Linked DNA regions of Sus scrofa: region 1 is linked to region 2. Evidence: chromatin contacts called from public Hi-C data. All regions are on one chromosome and are shown on one strand. Each heading gives the region's core, a stretch centred on a gene start, on an enhancer-like site or on the middle of the called end of the contact. The rest is flanking DNA. Distances are from core to core; before and after follow the strand shown. Region 1 holds the start of RBBP4 (histone-binding protein RBBP4). Region 2 holds the start of YARS (tyrosine--tRNA ligase, cytoplasmic).

Region 1 (7,157 bases), core at 3,340-5,839, 130 kb after region 2:
AATCAGAGCTGTAGCCGCTGGCCTGCGCCAGAGCCACAGCAACAGCAACGTGGGATCTGAGCCACGTCTGTGACCTACATCACAGCTCACAGCAACACCAGATCCTTAACCCACTGAGTGAGGCCAGGGATCGAATCCAAAACCTCATGGTTCCTAGTCGGGTTCATTAACCACTGAGCCACGACAGGAAGTCCAAGTATGTCTTCTGAAATATATACTACAAAATCAAGCCTTCCAAAGCTTAATAACTTGTTTCTAATTTGAGAGGCTACTTCTTCAAACTACACACTTTTTATAATTCAAAGATATGAAAAATATAACCCACACACCATTCCTTCTTTTCACCTTTAAGACTCCTACCTCCTTTTTCACTGTCATAGTGTGAAGCATCAAACTGAGCATCATCATTAGGGAGCTGCACACTGGCTATCACAAGGTGGTTTTGTTCATCCGACGTGTGTGTCCCCAAAACCAGTCGATGAATACTGAAATCCTTTCCTTCTGGTCTGTAATAGCAACACAAGGTCAATATTCAAGTTAGTAACACTGGGTCCACAAAGTCAGAAACATACATGTATGCAAAGGGCACTAACTACAACCAAGTTTTGAAGGGAAGAAGTGATTAAGACCCACATTTCCTACTTTTTGTTTCTGCTGGTTTTTTCCTCCTTGGTCTTTTTAGGGCTGCACCTGTGGCATATAAAGTTCCCAGGCAAGGCAGCCACAGCAACACCAGATCTGAGCTGTGTCTGTGGCCTACACAGCTCACAACAATGAGGACCGTTAAGCCACTGAAGGAGGCCAGGAATCAAACCCACGTCCTCATGGATACCTAGTCAGGTTCACTACCACTGGGCCACAACAGAACTCCCGTTTCCTACTTTTAGCTTGCACAGAGCTGAGTGAAAGGTCTATGTAGCACTTAATTTTGTAAGTATTTCTTTCTTATCTTTTTAAAAAAAATTTATGTATTTATTTATTTTTTGGCCACACCAGTGGCAATGCTGGATCCTTAACCAGCTGCACCACAGTGGCAACTCCCTGTAAGTATTTCTTACCTTGACCAAATAGTTATAATTACTTTGAGGGAAAAGTTTAATGGAATAAAATATGAATTAGGAGTTCCCTGATGGCTCAGCAGGCTAAGGATCTGGCACTGTCACTGCTGAGGCATGGGTTTGATCCCTGGCTTGGAAACTTTTGAATGCTGCAGGTGTGGCCAAAACATAAATAAATTTTAAAAAATATGAAATAACTACTCACCCTTTACAAGGTGGAAAAGAAAACCATTGCTGGGTATACTAACACTTTAGGTTACTTCATCAGGTTAAGGAAGAAAAGGAAAAGGAAATACTATAAAGTAGCAAGCTACTAAGATAACAGCACAGATTCCAGCCTTAGGGAGTTTGGTCTTGTTCACTACTTTGTAAATCTAGCTAATCATATTATGAAAAGCTCAAAAAAAAAAAAAAAAAAAAAAAAAAGGATTCCACAATGATTTTTAGTAGGTATGAGGTGGCTAATATTCGGAACAAGAATACGGTATATCTGGAATCACCAACTATTTCTCAAGTACTCTGCCACAAGTTCCTAGGTGGTTTGAACTACTGAGAACTGACAGAAATGATGCCACTTTCCCTGAACTCAAGTAATTCTGAGTATCAGCTGAATAATGTGAACTACTGGTCATGATAAAGCAGCTTCCAACTCTAAATTCCTAAGTACTTATTAACATATGTAGGACAGGACTCCCCCCTCCCCCACTTTTTTTGCTCGCTTAGGGTCACACCTGTAGCACATCAAGTTCCCAGGCTAGGGGCTGAATCAGAGCTACAGCTGCCAGCCACAGCCACGCTCTGAATCTGAGCCACATTTGCGACCTACACCACAGCTCACGGCAACACTGGATCCTTTAATCCACTGCCAGGGGCAGGGACTGAATCCACATCCTCATGGATACTGGTTGGGTTCGTTACTGCTGAGCCACAACGGGAACTCCAGATTTCCCCATTTTTAAAAAGCTACTACGAAAGTAGCATGCTCATTAAGTTGGCAATGAAATTTCTATAAAATTTCTATTACTTGTTGAGCTGAAACATAGGCCAACAACCACATTTTACAAATATCTTGACTCAAAAGACCTGAGTTCTGAAGGAACCTAGTTATTTAGCATACATATAACTTTCAGCTGTTACTCTGAACACCAACAGTTTTGTAATAAAAAATCCATTATTCCCCCAGGCACGCTCAGTTTGTTAAAGCTTTATACTACTTAAAGTCACCTTCCTTTTCACACTGTCACTTCCCACTGAAAGCCTTTCCTGATATTCCAAGTTGAGATAATTTTCCTTTCTCTGATCATTTTATCTTTGCCACTTTCATAATTATACCTGCCTATTCACTAGACTTGAAAGCAGGTACCATGTCACATTTACCTTTGCATTAACTAACTAGAAAATACCACTGACTGCCGAGATTCAAACATTTTGATGTTAAAAACTGAACTCATCCTGATAGTTTCTGAAAGCTGACAAGTTTTACATTACCATTTGGTCAACTACAGCTATAATCCCACTATTCAATTCAGTGTTAGGAAAAGGAAACATCTCCCACACTGCTGGTGGGAAAGCAAACTGGTGCAGCTATTATGGAAAACAGTATGTAAATGCCTCAGAAAACTAAGGATAGAGTTACCATATGACCCAGCAATCCTACTCCCCAGTATATATCCAGACAAAACTATAATTCAAAATGATACATGTACCGCTATGTTCACAGCAGCATTATTCACAATAGCCAAGACATGGGAACAATCTGACAGATGAATAAAGATGTGGTACATATATACAATGGAATACTACTCAGCCGTAAAAAGGAAGAAATAATGCCATTTGCAGCAACCTGGATGCAATTAGATGATCATACTAAGTGAAATCAGAAAGAGAAAGACAAATATCATTTATATTGGAGAGTCTAAAATATGACAAACCTATCTACAAAACAGAAACAGACTCAGATATAGGAAATAAATTTGTGGTTGCCAAGGGGGTTGGGAGAGGGAGCAGGAGGTGGGGGTTAGCAGATGTAATAAGCTAGTCTACACGAAAGTGGTAATAAACAAGATCCTACTGTATAACAAAGAAAATTATATTCAGTGTCCTAGGAAAACCATAATGGAAAAGAATATATATCCAAAAAAAAGTGTACACAGGAAACTGTGATTGGGTCACTTTGCTATACAACAGAAACCGAAGAAGCATGGAAAATCAGCTGTACTTTAAAAACATAACTGAATCACTTTGCCGTACAGCAGAAATTTACACAACATTGTAAATCAGTACCTCAATAAAAACAAGTAAATAAAAAGAAAACATCAGTATGTTCTCTCTTATATGCTAAACTGCAAAATAATTTTACATTTTGCCTTACTTTCTGGCCTAGGAAAAAAATGTCACCAATAGGCTTTGATCACGTGTCCTCTACGGGTGACTGGAGAGAGGAAAACAGGGAAAATCAATGTGAGAAATCTACACTGAGGACACAACAAAACAGCATTCGAGAGATTCCTATCACCTGGTTACATCTGGAAGCCACTGTGCAGTTAGGCTGGGCCACTCCAGAGCATGGGTCATCACCAAATCGTAAAGAAAAGGGGTGTTCTTTTTCCATATTTTGTACTCTTCGTTGATCACACGTTCTTCTACTGCGTCATCAAAGGCTGCTAAAAAATTAAGAACAAATTAAGTTAGCGACCACAAACGGAAACCGAGTAAACACTTCCAAAGCTACCGTCACGGCTCCTGAATCCTGATTCTGAAATGGAGATTAGTCTAGATCTCCCGGAGGCGCAGGCACCACCACCGCTCTCCAGCTTCGCCGGGCGGGAACTGCTCGGGTAATCCCGACCAGACACTCCGTTAGCCCTTCGGGCGACGGCGCCCGCCGTCGAGCGCACAGAACCGACGGTGAGACCGAGCACCGACCCCTGCGGGTAGGGAGAGCGGCCGGGAGGACCCGGAGAGAGGCAGGTAGACCGACGGGGAGCGCGGGAGGGACCAAACACCCCCCCCGAGGCCACCACGGCCAGCCTCACACCGCTGCGCCGGGCCTCCGCTCCAGAGGGGCTGGCGCGCCATGAGCCCGCCCCGCGGGGCGATTTTTCCTCACGCCTGCGATGGCGGGGACGGCCCTAGGCAGAGTCTGGCCTGCCCCCACCGTTAGGCCGCGTTGAGGCCGCGGCGCAAGCCTGACTCCTCCCGCCCTCCTGGGGCGGCCCCGGCACCCTCACCTTCCTTGTCCGCCATGGCGTACAGGCAAGCCGGGGGGATCCTGGGGCAGAGCGTTGCGAGAGGGGCGGGGAGGCTGCGAGCGCTCCTTCTGCGCGCGCGGCCTCTATTGTTTCCTGCTGCCCCTGCGTGAGGGCCGACTCGCGCACCTTCGCGCCAACATCGGCCAATCGGAGTGCGCCGAACGTCGGTGTGGGCGGGGAAGCCGCGATCGCAGCCTATCCAGACGCGCGGAGCAGCTTGCCTCCAGGCCCAGGCGCGCGCTCTGCCCCTGCCCCCACACGGCCCCAAGCCGACTTCCTCCGATCACGCGCGCGCGCTCGCGCGCGCGGGAGTAGTAGAAGTGCACCCGCCCGGGGTCACGTGAGAGGTTTAGTCCGCACGCTTTTGGGGGCAGCCATTTTCGTGAAGGGTGTTAAGCTAGCGACCCCTTCAAAGTAGTACTTTAGATGGGAAAATGTAGGATGCTTCCGGGTCTAGTTATCTATTGTGGGGCTAGGCGGCAAGAAAAGGCCTCTATCATTCAGATCGAAAGGTGTCTAATTCGTGTCCCTTATTCCACGTCCTCCAAATTATTTGTTTCCTTAGTCGTAGGAAGAACTATTAAGCAAGAGCAGAAAGTGGGTCCTTCGACTTTTAATGATGTGCTCCAAACCCTGGGACACAGAACGGAAGTCTAGAAGGATTAAGTACCTCCCAGGGAATGGAGCCCTGGTCCTTTAAGGGTGTGCCAAGGGGCGGAGTCTAGAGCGGAAGTTATAAGTCAGGGCCGAAGTCCAGCTGAAGAAGGGCGGAAGCTGAGTTTGGGTCCAAAAGCACAATCATGGCGCTGGAAGGGGAAGATTTTAGAGATTACAATTTGACTGAGGAGCAGAAGGCGATCAAGGCCAAGTATCCTCCAGTCAATCGGAAGTACGAGTGTGAGTAGGTGTCTCACTTCTCTCATTACCTGGGGCTTCTGGCCTCGCCTTCCACTTTGTCCCCTACGGTACTTCCGGCACGTTCCCTTTTAGCCCTGTTTGTCTCTTCTGTGCTTGTCCCGCGGATGCTGAAGGGAAAAGCCACCCGGTCTGAATCGGAAATCTGGGCTTCCACATTTAGTCTTTTGAACTTTTTCTACGTGTGCCTATTCACGCTTACTTTGTGGGAATTTTATTGGTGTATTAATTCTAAACACAACCGTGTTTTCAAGCGTTTGCGGAGTTGTCGTCTCCTAAGAGTGTGGCTAGGTTAGGGGACTGAAAGCTCTCAGTAGGGAACTTCTAACTTGGTGTTTTACCTGTATCGTGTTAGTAAAAAGACCTGGTTTTGCCATATTTAGTTAAGTGACTTTAGGCAAATCACATAACCTTTCTTTGCATTCAGTTCCTTCATGTGAGGGATAATTGAGATAAAAATAAATGTGAAAGTGTAGTGCAGACTCTGAAGTTCTATATAAACCTTAAGCTATCATCCCTAAAGGTGGCTGTGGTCTGGGAAGGACTAATCTGACTCTAATATCCCTGCTTAAAATATTTCATTAAATTCCCCTTGTCTTCAGTATAGAATCCAACTATTTACCATAGCTTACTAGGCTTAGTTCTTTCTGGACCCTGTATGTCTCCCTACGCTCATTTTTCTCTCACTTAGCAATTTTTAAAAATTACTTTTAATAAGTTCTATACATGATGCCAAATTCAAAAAGTACAGGGAGTTCCCACTGTGGTACAGTGGGTTAAGAATCTGACTGAAGTGACTCAGGTTGCTCTGGACGTGCAGGTTGGATCCCCAGCCCAGTGCAGTGTGGAAACCAATCCGACTAGGAACCATGAGGTTGCAGAGTCAATCTCTGGCCTGGGAACTTCCAGCCCAGATTTCTAGCCACCTAGTCTTTGTCTCCAGATCAGCCATTCTTAACATTTTCTTATATGTACATGTAGAGATGGACATTTAGTTTAGTTAACCACTTTCTAATTGATGGACATTTATGTTTTTATTCTTTTACAATTGGAAACAATGCAGCAGTGAGTATACTTGTACATCCATTGCTTGGCACCTGTGCAAGTATATCTGTGGAATAAATTTCCAAAAGTTACATTGTTTTGTCAAAAGGCAACTGCTTTTTTTTTTTTTTTTGCCCTCCCCTCCAGCCTGTGGAAGTCCCTGAATCAGGGACTGAACCTGAGCTACAGCAGCAGCCCAAGCTGCTGCAGTGACAATGCAGGATCCTTAATCTGCTGAGCCACAAGGGAGCTCCTGCATTTTTAACTTCAGCAGTTATTGCCAAATAGCTCTCCATTGAAGTTGTGCCTGTTTATACTCTCCCCAGCATCTTTTCTCATACTTTTGCCAGTTTACTGTTACCATACTTTTTGGTCTTTTCCAGTTTGTTGAGTGTCTTGTTACACTAATTGCATTTTTCTCACTATGAGTGAGGTGGAACATATTTTCGTATGTTTGGAGCTATTTGTGTTTCCTTTTCTGATATGTATATTCTTTTTTTTTTCCTTTTTTTTGCTTTTTTTATTAGGGCTGCACTCGCAACATATGGAGGTTCCCAGGCTAGGGGTTGAGTCCAAGCTACAGCTGCCAGCGTACACCACAACCACAGCAATGCAGGATCTGAGCCATGTCTACAACCTACACCACAGCTCATGGCAATGCTGGATCCTTAACCCACTGAGTGAGGCTAGGGATTGAACCCGAAACCTCATGGTTCCTAGTCGGATTCGTTTCCATTGCACCACAACAGGTACTCCTATATTCATATTTTTTAATCCATTCTTCTACTGGGTTGTTGGTCTTTTTTACTATGTAGAAATGTACTTTTTAAATTTTTTTTGGTTTCACGTGTGGCAGAGGAAATTCCAGGGCCAGGGATCAAACTGGTGC
Region 2 (6,837 bases), core at 4,309-6,808:
GACCTATGTAATATATAGTGTGATGATTATAGTTAACAATACTATATTATTTATTTATTTATTTATTTGTCTTTAAAGGGCACACCCCCGGTATGTGGAGGTTCCCAGGCTAGGGGTCCAGTCGGAGCTGGCCACTAGCCTACACCAGAACACAGCAACGCTAGATCCGAGCGGCGTCTTCGACCTACACCACAGGTCACAGCAATGCCAGATCCTTAACCCACTGAGCGAGACCAGGAATCGAACCCAAAACCTCATGGTTCCTAGTCAGATTCGTTTCCGCCACGCCATGACAGGAACTCCCAATACTATATTTTTTAAAGTTGCCAAGAGATCTTAAAAGTTCTCATCACTAAAAAAAAAATTTCTAACTATGTGAGGTGATGTATGTTACTTACTGTGGCAATTATTTTGCTATATATATATATATATATATATATAAATCATTGTTATATACCTTAAAGTAATGTAATGTCATATAACAAATCATTACATTGTATACTTTAATACGATCTTAGAAATGAGATGGAATAGAATGGGAAGAAATATTAAGTACCCATTACAAACTAGGCGCTGTGAGACATATTTTACAACTCTAATCCCTCAATATAACTCTATTTGTTATATTTAAACTTAAGAGTTGCTATGGACTTTTTTATTAGTTTTTATGTTTTCGTTTTGGCTGTGCCCATGGCATGCAGAAGTTCCCAGGCCAGGGATCAAACAGGCACCACAGCTATAATCAGGGCCACAGCGGTGACCACACTGGATCCTTAACCTGCTGAGCCACAAGGGAACTCCAATGGCTTTTTATCTTACTTTACCAATATTCTAGTAATTGTTGTGAGAGAGTCCTAGGCACTGAAGCAGGTGTCTCAATAAAGTAATTTGGAGTTCCCGTCGTGGCGCAGTGGTTAGCGAATCCGACTAGGAACCATGAGGTTGCGGGTTCGGTCCCTGCCCTTGCTCAGTGGGTTAACGATCCGGCGTTGCCGTGAGCTGTGGTGTAGGTTGCAGACGTGGCTCAGATCCCGTGTTGCTGTGGCTCTGGTGTAGGCCGGTGGCTACAGCTCCGATTCGACCCCTAGCCTGGGAACCTCCATATGCCGTGGGAGCGGCCCAAAGAGATAGCAAAAAGACAAAAAAAAAAAAAAAAAAAAGAGAGAAAGTAATTTCTCTGCCCAGTGATTGGGTTATTTTATAGAGTGAAATTACTTCTTTAGGCAGCAGTAAGAAAAAAGTTTACTTTTGGAAAAACTTTTCTTTCACTTAACAAAGTTGGTGGTTGTCAAGCATAAGTATCATAGGCACTGGGGTTAAGCAGCTGCATTCCTGAGAAGCTCTTTCTGAGTCATATCCCCATTCTCCAACTCCTTCCAAAAGGTACAGTCCAAGCACCTGCTTGACCTAGTGAAGAGTTCAATAGATTTTCACCCTCGGGAAACTAAACCTCAGAGTCATTAGTAGTTTAACCTAGAACAAAGAGCTTACATGCTAGAATGGGTCCCAACCCAAGCCTAATTCCAAAGGCAATGATTTTTCTTTCGTTTTTCCTACCACCCTTGTGAACAGACTAGCCCAGAGGCAGTCAGCAGCAGAGCCTTCTAAATACAATATCTACTCTAAGATCTTATGAAGGATGCAGACATCAAAAAGAGCTTTTGGTCTCTTGGCAAAAGTAATTTAAGCCACCTTATTATGCATAGGTTTCCCTTGATTTCCCAAGCAGAATGGAATAATCTGAGAAATACCCCTGAATGTGGCCAAATCTCACTGGAAGAAAAATATCATTACTTGCAAACTGTACTGTGCACTCACAGGACCAATATTCTTCTCAACCACTGAAAACATCACTTCCTATGCCACCTGACATCCAGAGGCACAGAGCTGGCTCTTCTGAGCTTCTCACAGGATGTTCTGAAAGGTCTAGGAGTAAAAGCATGCAAAACAATACCATATACATATAATTTTTAACTTACACAAGTCATTCTTTTCAAAATTTTATTTCCTCATTTAAAAACTACTTATTATAATTTAAAACATAGAAAAGCGACATATAATAGTATAATGAATTCCCCCATACCCATCACTCAGCCCCAACAACTATCAACCCATTGCTAATCTTGTCCCACCCACTGCCCCCTTTACCAGATTATTCTGAAGCAAATCCCAGGCATCACATCATTTCATCTGTACATAACAAGAATTCCTTATTATAAAATATTTAGTTCAGATTTCCAGTTATTTTATAAATGCTATTTTTTTTTTTTTTTTTTTTTTTTTTTTTTTTTGCTTTTTAGGGCTTCACCTGCGGCACATGGAAGTTCCCAGGCTAGGGGTCAAATCAAAGCTGTAGCTGCTGGTCTACACCACAGCCACAGCAATGCCAAATCTGGGCTGAGTCTGTGACCCACACCCCAGCTCACGGCAATGCTGGATCCTTAACCACTGAGCGAGCCTACGGATCAAACCCGCATCTTCATGGATAATAGGCAGGTTCGTTACTGCTGAGCCGCAATATGAAAGCCCTATAAAGGTCATTTTTTTTTTATTTATTTATTTACTTTTTTGCCTTTTTTAGGGCCGCACCCGCAACATGGAAGTTCCTAGGCTAGGTGTTGAATTGAAGCTACAGCTGCCAGCCTGCTTCGGAGCCACAGCAACTCGGGATCCAAGCCACGTCTGCAACCTATACCACAGCTCAGAGCACTGCCAGATCCCTGACCCACTGACTAAGGTATCTGCTGTTGCCACAGCTGTGGCACAGGTTGCAACTGCAGCGAGGGTTGGGAACTTCCACATGCCATGGTCATAGCCCAAAATAAATAATAATTTTTTTAAAAGCGTGTTAAAATTTAAGAAGTCTCAGTGGGGAAAGATACAATGATAACAATCTGAAGTTTCAACTGTCCTCCCTTGTAAAATAGGGATCATCATAGTACCTACCGCATTAAAGTTGTCACAAGAATTAAATGAGTTCATGCACATAAAGCACTTAGCATAGTAGAGGTACAATGTTAAAAGCTAAATAAGTAGTGGCTATAGTTATTATTTCACCCCACCATCATCGCTTCCCTTAAGAGTCAGCCTTAAAAGAAGCTTAGGAATGGTAGGAAAAGAGCATTAAGCTGATGGGAAACTTCCCCTGGTCCTGGCTTGTTAAGAAATTATCCAATATGCTCTAATCCCTTCTAATTTAACCCAGCATACTACCAACCACATTGTCACAATAAATTGATTAAAAATGAGGCTGTAGAGACATCTGAAATATCAGGCAAATTCTGCAAATTAATGGCCACTTAAGTATCTTACATAGAGGCAGTGGACTAAAACTTAGAGACCTCTGTCATTCACTTGAGGTCTCTGAACTTCAATATGGATGAGAATACCCATCTGTGAAATAGGGGCTGTTAACATCAAACACAGATTATCTATCACGAGGATCAAATGAGGGGATGTTTATGAAAGCTGAATTTAGTAAATTTGAAGGGAGGAAAATAAAATCTCAGATAAAACTGAAGTTCCAAAGTGAAGTTCCACAAGACAACATGAGCACTTCTCTATCTGCCATTCTACCATCATCTGACTTCCTTGGCATTTGCTTTGCAGTGATCTAAAATATGAGATCTCCTGATTTTTAAGGGAAAAATATTTTTCCCATCTCTCAAGTCTCTTAATTCCTCTGCTCCCCATCCTCCTTTGACCCTATTCTGTCCTTCCAAGTCTCTCTCACCTGTCCACCCACTTCTTCACTTCAGTTTACCACCCCCTCGCTCTGTTCTCTAACCTCCTGGTTGCAACCTCAGAAACTGGTTCCCTTTCTATTTTTATTGTACCCAAGAAAACTTACTGCCTGAAAGCACAAAGCCTCATTTTACTCAGGTCACTGAAACTGCAACAACAGATGCAACCCCATACCCTCTTTCAAGGCTCTAAAACCAAGACCATTACCAACTTGTATCTGACAGGTATGGCCAAGGGCAAGGACTGTTTCCAAGAGACCAAACTTCCTCAATCAAAGGCTGGACCTATGATTTCCAACTTTTCCTAAATGCAATACATGTGAGACAGACAGCACTAATGGCACTCACTAGGCTTATCACTATATAAAACGGGCATTAACATTTAAACTGAATCAAAGTAAACTGAAATTATCTGTCAGAATTTTGCAACTACCTTTGAGATAACTGTAAACAATGCAGGACAGAAAAGCAACCCAGGGCTGGAAATCTGTTTTAGGTAAGGCTTCACTTAGATAAAGATGCCAGAACTTTCCTCCCACGTGGGCTTAGAGACCAAATACCACTCAGCTGCAGCAACAGGTTTCTTTTTAACAAGAAAATGTTTTTGAAATGATTTAAGACAGGTTTGTTAAAGCTTGAAGCCTCTAACAAATCCACAGGAAACTGGAGATCAGGTTGGGGTAGCAGGTGGGCAATTGAATCACTTCCTCTCCAGGGCCCACCCTGAGGTGCCAAATGCCTGCCATCCCGCCCAGGAAGGAACTGGTGGCGCCTCCAGTGCTCGAGAGCTTGGAGGAAGGGGGCCGCAGTCCACCCTTCGTAGGATGCGGTTCTACCTCCCCCAGCTCTCCCTTGTAAGTGCTATAGGCATCGCCCTCGGGGCAGGGCCTTCGCACTTCCCTCCTCCCTAAAGACCAAGAATTCCCGCCTCCCCGCGGAAGGCGGGAGAAGCGCTGGGCTGGCACCCCACCCCTCCCCCAGCAGGGGCAAAAGCGGCCCCCCCAGCTGGTAACGATGCACCCTCACCCTGCAGACGGCTGCCCACCCTGACGTCCGCTGGACCCGGGGCTGGCTCTCCCCTGGGGCGGGTCTGCCTTCCCCTCCCCAGCCCGCAAGGCGCGGCCGGAAAAATAGTCACCCCCCCCCAACCCGCGCCGCAGTGTAGGGGGCAGAGGCAACCCTCCCCCCTCACCTCCACCACCCCACCCCCACTGGGTAGAGAGAACGGACCTCGCTCCGCGCTCTCGGGTAACCAGACAGCCTCCCTTTGCCTCGGCAGAGTGAGGGGCATCTATCGCCCACCGACAAGGAGGTGGGGAGGCAGAGACACTATCCCCCTCCCGCCGCCATCACCTCAGAAATGATAATAAGCCCTTTCCCAGCTGGGCAAGGGCCTCTCAACCCCTCAGAGGGGCGGACGGTGTGCGCGGCCCTCTGGAGAAGCAACAGGCGCCCCCATCCCCCGCCCAGCCAAGGAACGCCGACCCCCTCCTCCCTCCGGCTGTTCACCTCCGGAAGCCGGGCCGAAACCTAGACGAACGACTGCGCCTCACTCCGCCCCCTGCGCCATTTTATCGCCCCCTCCCCGACCTCCCCCACCCCGAGGCAGCCGGTCCAACGCCAGGGGGAGGGCAAACGGTTAGTGATTGGCAGGAAACCGCCCCGCCTACCAGAGGGTTGGGCCCGGCGCAGGCGTCGCAACCCCGCCCCTGCACTGCCTACCCCGCCTATTTGCTCCACCCCTTTTCGTCTCATCGACTCGTTCGACTTTCCACTGCTCCTGACTCTCTCCTGGCCACTAGCAGGAGAAGGGTCCAGACCGAGCAAGCCGAGCGACGAGCTCAGCTGATGCAACCTAACTGGACCCGCGTGACAGTTCCCTGCACGCGGTGGCGGTAGCCACCGAAGGCGCACGGGTGTCGGGCGGAACGCCGGAGACGGGATCGACAAAACCATGGGAGACGCTCTGAGCCCTGAAGAGAAGCTGCACCTTATCACCCGGAACCTACAGGTCGAGCCTCGGGGTTGGAAGTGCGCGGATGCGGACAGGGGGCCGGAAGTCCTGTGATCTTGAGCAGGGCTTCAGGGTTCTAAGGCTGTGGGGCCGAGCACTCCGCAGCCTTGAGAGAAGCTGCAGTCTTCACTGCCCTTCCGTCAGTCAGTCAGTCTAGCAGCCGTTACGTAGGTACCACAGAAATCACGGTTGAGCTCACCTCATGCGTGCAGTTACTTGTGTTGAGCCAGGCTTTGAATCCAGGGCTCCCACCCAACCCACTTTATTATGTGCCAGGCGCGGTGCTAGGAGCTGTGGATACATCAGGGCCCTGCCCTCCCAGAGCATATCCGGAGGAAACCAGATGTTGAAAATGACCCATAATCCAGACATTTAATTGCGGTTGAAACAAGCAGTGGAAGGTACTTTATGCAGAGATCTTTCTTGAAAAGAAATTATGAGGGAGGGCTGGGGAGTGTCAGGGAAGGCTGAGGAAGTGATCTCTAAACTGCGCTCTAAACGATGCAGATCACCTCTTCACTCCACATTTGTTCCGGCTGTTTCCTTCAGGAGTAGATGTTAACCAGAATAATGAGGGGAAGAACTTGTCAGGTGGAAGGAACCCAGGTCGGGAAGCAGAGGGGAGAGAGAACACTGGTTCAGAAAGAAGGCTAACTTGGCTGGAGTAAAGGGAGCAAAATGCGGATCAAGCACTTAGTAAATATTTACATTGCTCATTCCCTTGACTTTTTCAGGCTTCTATTGTCACATTGTCCAGAAGGCCTTTCCAGACTGCTTTATGTAAATAACAACCCCCCTGCCACCAGAACTGCTTCATCTCTTGCTCTACCTTTTTCTGTTGTTATTTCCCCTTTAGAATTTATCACCGCCTGACATAACTATATATTTTACTTGTTTGTTTAGACTTGTTTGTTTAGGAGGAGTAGGCAGGGACCAGGTTATGAGGGCTTTGAAGGCTGTGTTTAAAATTGAGGTATTGAGAGTTCTCATGGTGGCTCAGTGGTTAACGAACCCGACTATCAGCCATGAGGACGCAGGTTCGATCCCTGGCCTAGCTCAGTGGGTTAAGGATCTGGCATT

Evidence for each region. Hi-C and Micro-C count contacts between places; a contact is called where the count stands out from the background.
Region 1: a contact with region 2 is called in a Hi-C map of liver, with 4 times the contacts expected there. The contact joins the promoter of RBBP4 here to the promoter of YARS in region 2. A contact is called at or near these places in 2 of 5 promoter capture datasets (fetal liver and liver), 4 of 47 Hi-C or Micro-C datasets (heart right ventricle, liver and skeletal muscle) and 2 of 2 datasets of contacts at active chromatin or transcription factors (alveolar macrophages and skeletal muscle).

Annotation. Positions count from the first base shown.
Region 1 is chr6:88,984,524-88,991,680 of Sscrofa11.1, reverse strand. It overlaps RBBP4 (histone-binding protein RBBP4), which reads right to left and starts at 4,589. Exons shown (of 12, transcript XM_013999126.2): 1 at 4,289-4,589; 2 at 3,574-3,721; 3 at 361-506. The coding sequence starts at 4,304. ZBTB8OS (protein archease) reads left to right here and starts at 4,682. Exons shown (of 7, transcript XM_005665186.3): 1 at 4,682-5,206. The coding sequence starts at 5,110.
Region 2 is chr6:89,117,558-89,124,394 of Sscrofa11.1, reverse strand. YARS (tyrosine--tRNA ligase, cytoplasmic) reads left to right here and starts at 5,558. Exons shown (of 14, transcript XM_013999119.2): 1 at 5,558-5,924; 2 at 6,034-6,158. It overlaps S100PBP (S100P-binding protein), which reads right to left and starts at 5,392. Exons shown (of 8, transcript XM_021095828.1): 1 at 5,253-5,392; 2 at 1,819-1,926.